Linked DNA regions of Mus musculus: region 2 is linked to region 1. A link is a contact called in public HiChIP or PLAC-seq data. All regions are on one chromosome and are shown on one strand. The core of a region is the stretch at or near the end of the contact, and the rest is flanking DNA. Distances in the headings are between cores, read along the strand shown. Region 1 overlaps Ago3 (argonaute RISC catalytic subunit 3). Region 2 overlaps Ago4 (argonaute RISC catalytic subunit 4).

The links. HiChIP or PLAC-seq counts read pairs in DNA pulled down with a chosen protein or histone mark.
Region 2: an H3K4me3 HiChIP or PLAC-seq map of bone marrow-derived macrophages shows a contact between it and region 1, with 2.8 times the contacts expected there. The contact joins two enhancer-like sites. A contact is called at or near these places in 6 of 39 promoter capture datasets (cranial neural crest, frontonasal cranial neural crest, maxillary cranial neural crest and 3 more), 1 of 15 datasets of contacts at CTCF or cohesin (the NIH/3T3 cell line), 1 of 484 Hi-C or Micro-C datasets (bone marrow-derived dendritic cells), 3 of 115 datasets of contacts at active chromatin or transcription factors (bone marrow-derived macrophages and embryonic stem cells) and 2 of 9 other capture datasets (adipose tissue and pancreatic islet).

The regions. Positions count from the first base shown.
Region 1 is chr4:126,403,720-126,406,741 of GRCm38.p6, reverse strand. Ago3 (argonaute RISC catalytic subunit 3) reads left to right here. Exons shown (of 19, transcript NM_153402.2): 4 at 2,329-2,537. Among named protein-coding and RNA genes, the nearest start is that of Ago3, 24 kb to the left of the region's middle. Within about 2 kb of position 1,436, at least 3 of the 459 cell types and tissues checked have an H3K27ac peak or open chromatin away from gene starts, as enhancers often do. A contact at or near this core is called in bone marrow-derived macrophages, where this site is marked.
Region 2 is chr4:126,488,429-126,491,450 of GRCm38.p6, reverse strand. Ago4 (argonaute RISC catalytic subunit 4) reads left to right here. Exons shown (of 18, transcript NM_153177.3): 18 at 1-1,910. Among named protein-coding and RNA genes, the nearest start is that of Ago1, 21 kb to the right of the region's middle. Within about 2 kb of position 1,455, at least 33 of the 459 cell types and tissues checked have an H3K27ac peak or open chromatin away from gene starts, as enhancers often do. A contact at or near this core is called in bone marrow-derived macrophages, where this site is marked.

The sequences.
Region 1 (3,022 bases), core at 187-2,686:
ACATACTATATATTTGTTCCATTAATGATGATGTTAACTTTAACCACTTGGTTAAGTTGATTTCTGCCAGGTTTTCCTACCAAGATATTCCTTTTCTCCTTGTATTTAGTATTTTAAGGGGAAGTATTCTTTTTGTTTTTTGTTTGTTTGTTTTTAATTATAAAGTACAAATAACATCTTAGTCATCTTTGAAGTACAATTCACTGCTGTCAAGTACTTTTACTATAACCATTAACACCATCCACTCCACTAACCGTCTTTATCCTGTTAAATTGAAGCTCTGTACCTACTAAACACCCCCATCAGCCCTTGCCCACTAACATTCTCCTTTCTGGGTCTGAAGTTGACACCTCTAGATACTTCAAGTAAATGGAATCATGAAGCATTTATCCTTTTTTGGCTTGCTTATTTCATTTAGCATTAAGTCTTCAAATTATATCCGTATTGTAAAATTTCTTTTTCAAGGCTGAGTAATAAATCTATTACATTTATATAACACATTTTGTTTATCAATTTTCTGTTGATAGACACCATTTAGGTCGCATTGTATAATGCAAGGCTGACCTTTGACCCTTTCTATAGTACAAGGCTGACATCTTAACTTAAAATCCTCCTGCCTTTGCTTTCCAAGGAGCTGGTATTACAAGTCTGTACAGCCAGGTCCAATTGCATTGTGGTTTGGATTCCCTCTGAATTAGTGATATTTATGTATCCATTGGTCATTTTTATGTTCATTAAGATGTGCATTCAAATATTTTGTCCAGTTTTTAAATTAGGTTTTTGTTTTTGCAGTTAATGGTTAATGTTCTGGATGCTAACCCCTTTTCACATATATACTTTACAAAATTTTTTTTGACATTTTGTAGACTCTTTCCCCTATCAGTTGTACACCTTGATGCAGAGTTTTTAGTTTTTATACAAGAAATAACCTTTAGGGATCTTATCCTTATATTTTCTTTAGCAATTGGTGATTTATGCTTGAAAGGATTATTTTCTCTATTAATTTTGTATTCAAATGTTTGTATTCATTTGATTCTGTTTATGCTAGAGTTTTTTTTTTTTCTTTATTGTTAGAGGTTTTTTGTCTTGGGTTTTTGGAATTTGTTGTTGTTGTTTGATCTGGAATTTGTTATGTAGACTAATCTAGCCTTGAATTTGCATTGATCTTCCTGCCTCTACTTGCTTGTTTTTGGGTGTTTTTTTTCCTCCCCTTTTCTTTTCTTTTCTTTTTGAGATCGGGTTTCTCTGTGTAGCCCTGGCTGACCTGGAACTCACAGAGATCGAGATGCCTGCCTCTGCCTCTCAAGTCCTGAGATTAAAGCTTGCGCAGCCACCTCCTGGCTGCCTATGTTTTCTGAGTACTGGGATTACCGCATGAATCACCACATCTGCCTTATCCTTCTTGATCTTGAATCTGTGAGTCAAGTGATTTTCCTGCCTCAGCTTCTCAAGTAGCTGACATGCTACCCTGAGTATTTAGAATTTTAGACTGTTCCCCAATCTCAAGACTCCACCCCCAAAATACACTAGCGTTGCCTTTCCTTTTATCTCTTCCAATCCATTCCCTAGAGGAGGAACTTAACCAGTTTCTTTGTTTCTGCTTCATGTTTCCTTCTTGTGTTTCTTTTTTGGAAAAGGAAGCAGATTCATGAATATTTTCTCATTTTTTCTTCTCATACAACAGCTTTTGTCCTTCATAGTCTTTCATATTTGGGTTCTCATTTAATAATATGGCTGAGAAATGATCAGATAACAGTTCCAAAAAGATCTTTATTCTTTTGTTATAGCTGCCAGAACGTTAGTATATTTAGTGTCCAGTGATTTACAATGATGAATGTAACTGCCATGAATAAACTATGTATTTAAGTTTTTTATAATTTTTATATTAAGTTACTTATTTACTTTACATCCCAGTCACAGCTTCCTCTCCCTCCTTTCCTCAGTTCCTTCCTCTCACCTCCCTACCCATTCCACCCCCCCTTTCTCAGAAAAGGGGAGGCTCCCATAGATATCAACCAGCCTTGGCAATTTGATTCTGTTAATTTGGCATTAAGATTTGTTTGTTTGTTTGTTTTTTGTTTTTTTTTTTTTTTAGACAGGGTTTCTCTGTGTAGCCCTGGCTGTCCTGGAACTCACTCTGTAGACCAGGCTGGCCTCGAACTCAGAAATCCGCTTGACTCTGCCTCCCGAGTGCTGGGATTAAAGGCGTGCGCCACCACTGCCCGGCTGGCATTAAGATTTTTTAAATCCTGTTTTGTTTCTATAAGTTGAATTTTAAATAATTTCTCTCTTTCAACGTTTTACACCTGGGTCTTGTGCTATTAACAGGTAGATTTAGATGTTACATTACCTGGGGAAGGTGGAAAAGATCGACCTTTCAAGGTGTCAGTCAAATTTGTGTCTCGAGTCAGCTGGCACCTACTACATGAAGCACTGGCTGGAGGGACTTTGCCTGAGCCACTGGAATTAGACAAGCCTGTCAGCACTAACCCCGTCCATGCCGTTGACGTGGTGCTCCGACATCTGCCCTCTATGAAGTAGGTGGTACTGGCTCTTTTTCTCTTTAGATTGAAGGGCTTCTTCCTAAGAAAGCAGTATAGGCCTTCTTGGTTATCCTTTGTATGCTCTATGTTTTTCATTATTTCATTTGTACAATAGTATCATGTAAAATATCCATCATTAGTTTAGCTAATGTAATGAATTGTTTTACAGAGAAATTTCTAACCTTTTTTCTTAGAACCTCTAAGTCTTGAATAACTGACATTTTCAGATATACTATGAGCTTAAGTCACCTGTTTTAAAAGTGATTTTATATTTTATGCAGTGTCAGATTATGTTGAAATTGCTACTCTTGTGCTGGTAATGGGGGGCAGGGGTGGAGCATTAGCCCAGCATATTTGAGGTCCTGCACTGGGACTCCTGCATGGGAAAAAAGGAGAAAGAGGTACTATTTTTAAAATCACACTAGCATTTCATATTTTTGGATTTAAATATGTCAAATATATATCTTTGAACATATTTG
Region 2 (3,022 bases), core at 206-2,705, 85 kb before region 1:
TTCAGCAAGTGTGTAGATACATTCATGTTTACATTTCTGTGTGCAGTCGCTCAGCAGTGCCACTGGTGTTTGCTGAGCCTGGTCTCCGAGAGAGTTTATAATGTCCGTCTAGTCCTATAGCACATGCGGATGGGTGCAGACATCTTTAATCTCTGCAGACAGTGGGAAAAGCAAGTCCTGTGACTGAAGCACAACACAGGCGTGAAGCGACAGCAGACGTCCGTTCCCTGAGATCTTCCTTTTTTTCTGCAAATACCTCCCTGGGATAATACAAATCCAGACATGTTGATGAATGGCTGACTGCCGCTTTTATTCACACCTGTTCAGGGAAAGCACAGAAAATGCTCTGTAGCACAGACATTCTGGACCCAAGAGGAGGGGGAACAAAGGAAGCCTTTTTAGGAAAAGGAAAACTTGCCTGGAGTCTGTGATGTGAAGAACTCTCGGTGGCTGGCAGCTGACAGAAGGCACCGTACCTGCACAGGAGCGCCTCGGGCTTGCTTGTTGACAATGCACAGAAGAGACTCTAGCCATCTTCCGACAGGATGGAACAGTGAGCGAGCTGTGTGCCCGGAAGCCCCATCCACGGTCCTGCAACTGAGTTGTAGGTTTGCCCATGAGCGATATGCCTGAAACACCACTGCCGGTCCTAGTATGCTGGGGTGAATCCGTGTGGAGCTGGAGGAAAAGCCAGGAGACCAACTTTTGTAGAAAAAACGGTATCAATAAGTGTGTGAAGCCGTTGTTCTGGGCAAGTGGAAAGAAATATGGAAGAGTTAGGATTACTTGGGGGAGGGGAACTTGCTGAGGGGTGAACAGTCCAGAGGTGATCACTTGAGAATCAGAACTGCAGTAATACCACCGTAAGCAAATCTGAATGCATAGTTTTAACTTAACTGGGGTTGACAATTCAAATAGGTACCTCCCCCCACCCCCCCAAACAAAAACCTGACTGAGTTGTTATGCATGTGTCAATCACTGGGAGGTGTGCATTCTCTAGTAGTGTTAGGCTGTTTGGTTCTTTTAAATGCAGCCTATTTAGGTACTGTCATGTAGTGTGGAAGATTTTGGTGCGGCAACTCTAAAGAATGACATTTTTGGGGCTAGGGAGCATAGGACATTAAGAACGGGAAAGACCCAAGTGTTGAACCAATTGTGTTTTTTTGTTGTTAGTTGTTGAATCCTGAGTTGATGCAGTCAGCATTCTGGGCAGGCGAACCACCTTTGTTCTTACTGTTAAGTTCTTTGTGCTGCTTCCAAAGATGATTTACAAGCAGGGATGTTCTAAATGGGTCTGTACCTTAGGGTCCGGGGTCCAGCCCATATCCTAGGTCAAAGCCTACCCACCTGGCTCAGCTACCTACTGCTTTAACCAGGCTCATCCTCTCTACTCCGCTGTGGTTGCCCTCCACGGATGTGCTCTGAGATTCTCTTGCTCAGTGGCAAGGTGGCTGCTCTGCTTTCATTTTTAAAAAAGCGGAAGTTAAGGTCATCATACTAATACTGCATCAACTCCAGGAATTAAAGGAAAGATCTTTATTGCTCAACCATTTTCTTATTGGTTCCTACTGACATATTCATCTCCTTTCTGTGTCTACTGGCTGAAATGTTTGTGTTTGTTCATCTGACTAACGGTATGGTTTCTGTATGGTTAGACTTGTAATGTTTTAAAATGTATTTTATTACTTTGGACTGGATGTTCCTCTCCAGCGATACGAGGTACTTTCTAAGCTATTAAGGAAGGGTTTGAATCCCTATGTGAGATAAGATAATGGTTGTTTAAATTTTGCAGAGGTTTTTGTTATTGTTACTGGTTTTGATTTTGGGTTTTTTTTTGACCTGTGGGGATATTTTGTGTTTATGTGTCCAAAAAGTGGGGAGGGGAATAAATTGACATTCTTGTGCTAAAAGTTGTTTTTCTCATCAGTGGTGTGGTAACTATGGAATACACTGTAATGGCATCAGACATGACTACTTTAAACAGTGTCATCTATTTGAGAAGTGTGCTTAATTTCTGGGTCTCCCTATATTTAGGAATTGCATTTGGGAATTTTTGAAGGACTCCAAGAACACTTCACATACAGAAACTTTGACAATATTCATCAAGGTTCTAGGTACTGCTCTTAATAGTTAGCTCTGATTAAGTCATATCTTAAGGAAACATTGAGGTAATCCCAAATTTTAGGAGACGGAAGCAGGAAGATTATTTTGATTCTGAATCTAGCCTAGGCCTTAGAGAGGGACCCTGTGTAATAGCTACTCTTCTCTCTGATAGGATAAAACAGAACAGGACCAGCAATGGCCTATGGGAGAACTGTTTTGTTGGTTTTCTTTGTGTATGGTTCTCCAAGGAGAGTTCACAATGGTGTAGAAAGCATGGCAGCAGGCAGCTTCAGTGAGAAGCTGAGAACCCACATCTTTAACCTCAAGCATGAAGCAGAAAGGGATGTGGAGATGAGGCAAGGCTTGCTTCCAGTGACGAGCTTCCTCCAACAAGGCTGCACCTTTCTAAAGCCTTCCTAAACAACGCCACCATCTTGGAGCCAGTCATCCAGATGCCTGAAGCTGTGGGAGACATTTCTCAGTCAAACTGCTAGACTGTGTCTCAAAGACAAGACACTGTGGACAGATACTTCTATTTACAACTTAATTATTTAGAGAATGTCCCCAAATTTACCCAAAACAGGGAGTCTCCAGTCTTTTGACCTCTTTGCTTTGGGGGCAAGGTCACCGTGTATAGGTCAGGCTGCTAGTGAACTCACACTTCTTCAGTCACCAGAGCACCAAGATTACTGCCATGAACTACCATGCCCACCCAGCTCATGATTTCCAAAAGTCTTCACGGGGCTGGAGAGATGGCTCAGTGGTTAAGAGCACCGACTGCTCTTCTAGAGGTCCTGAGTTCAATTCCCAGCAACCACATGGTGGCTCACAACCATCTGTAATGGGATCTGATGCCCTCTTCTGGTGTGTCTGAAGACAGCGACAGTGTACTTATATATAATGAGGCAGCACAGTTAAC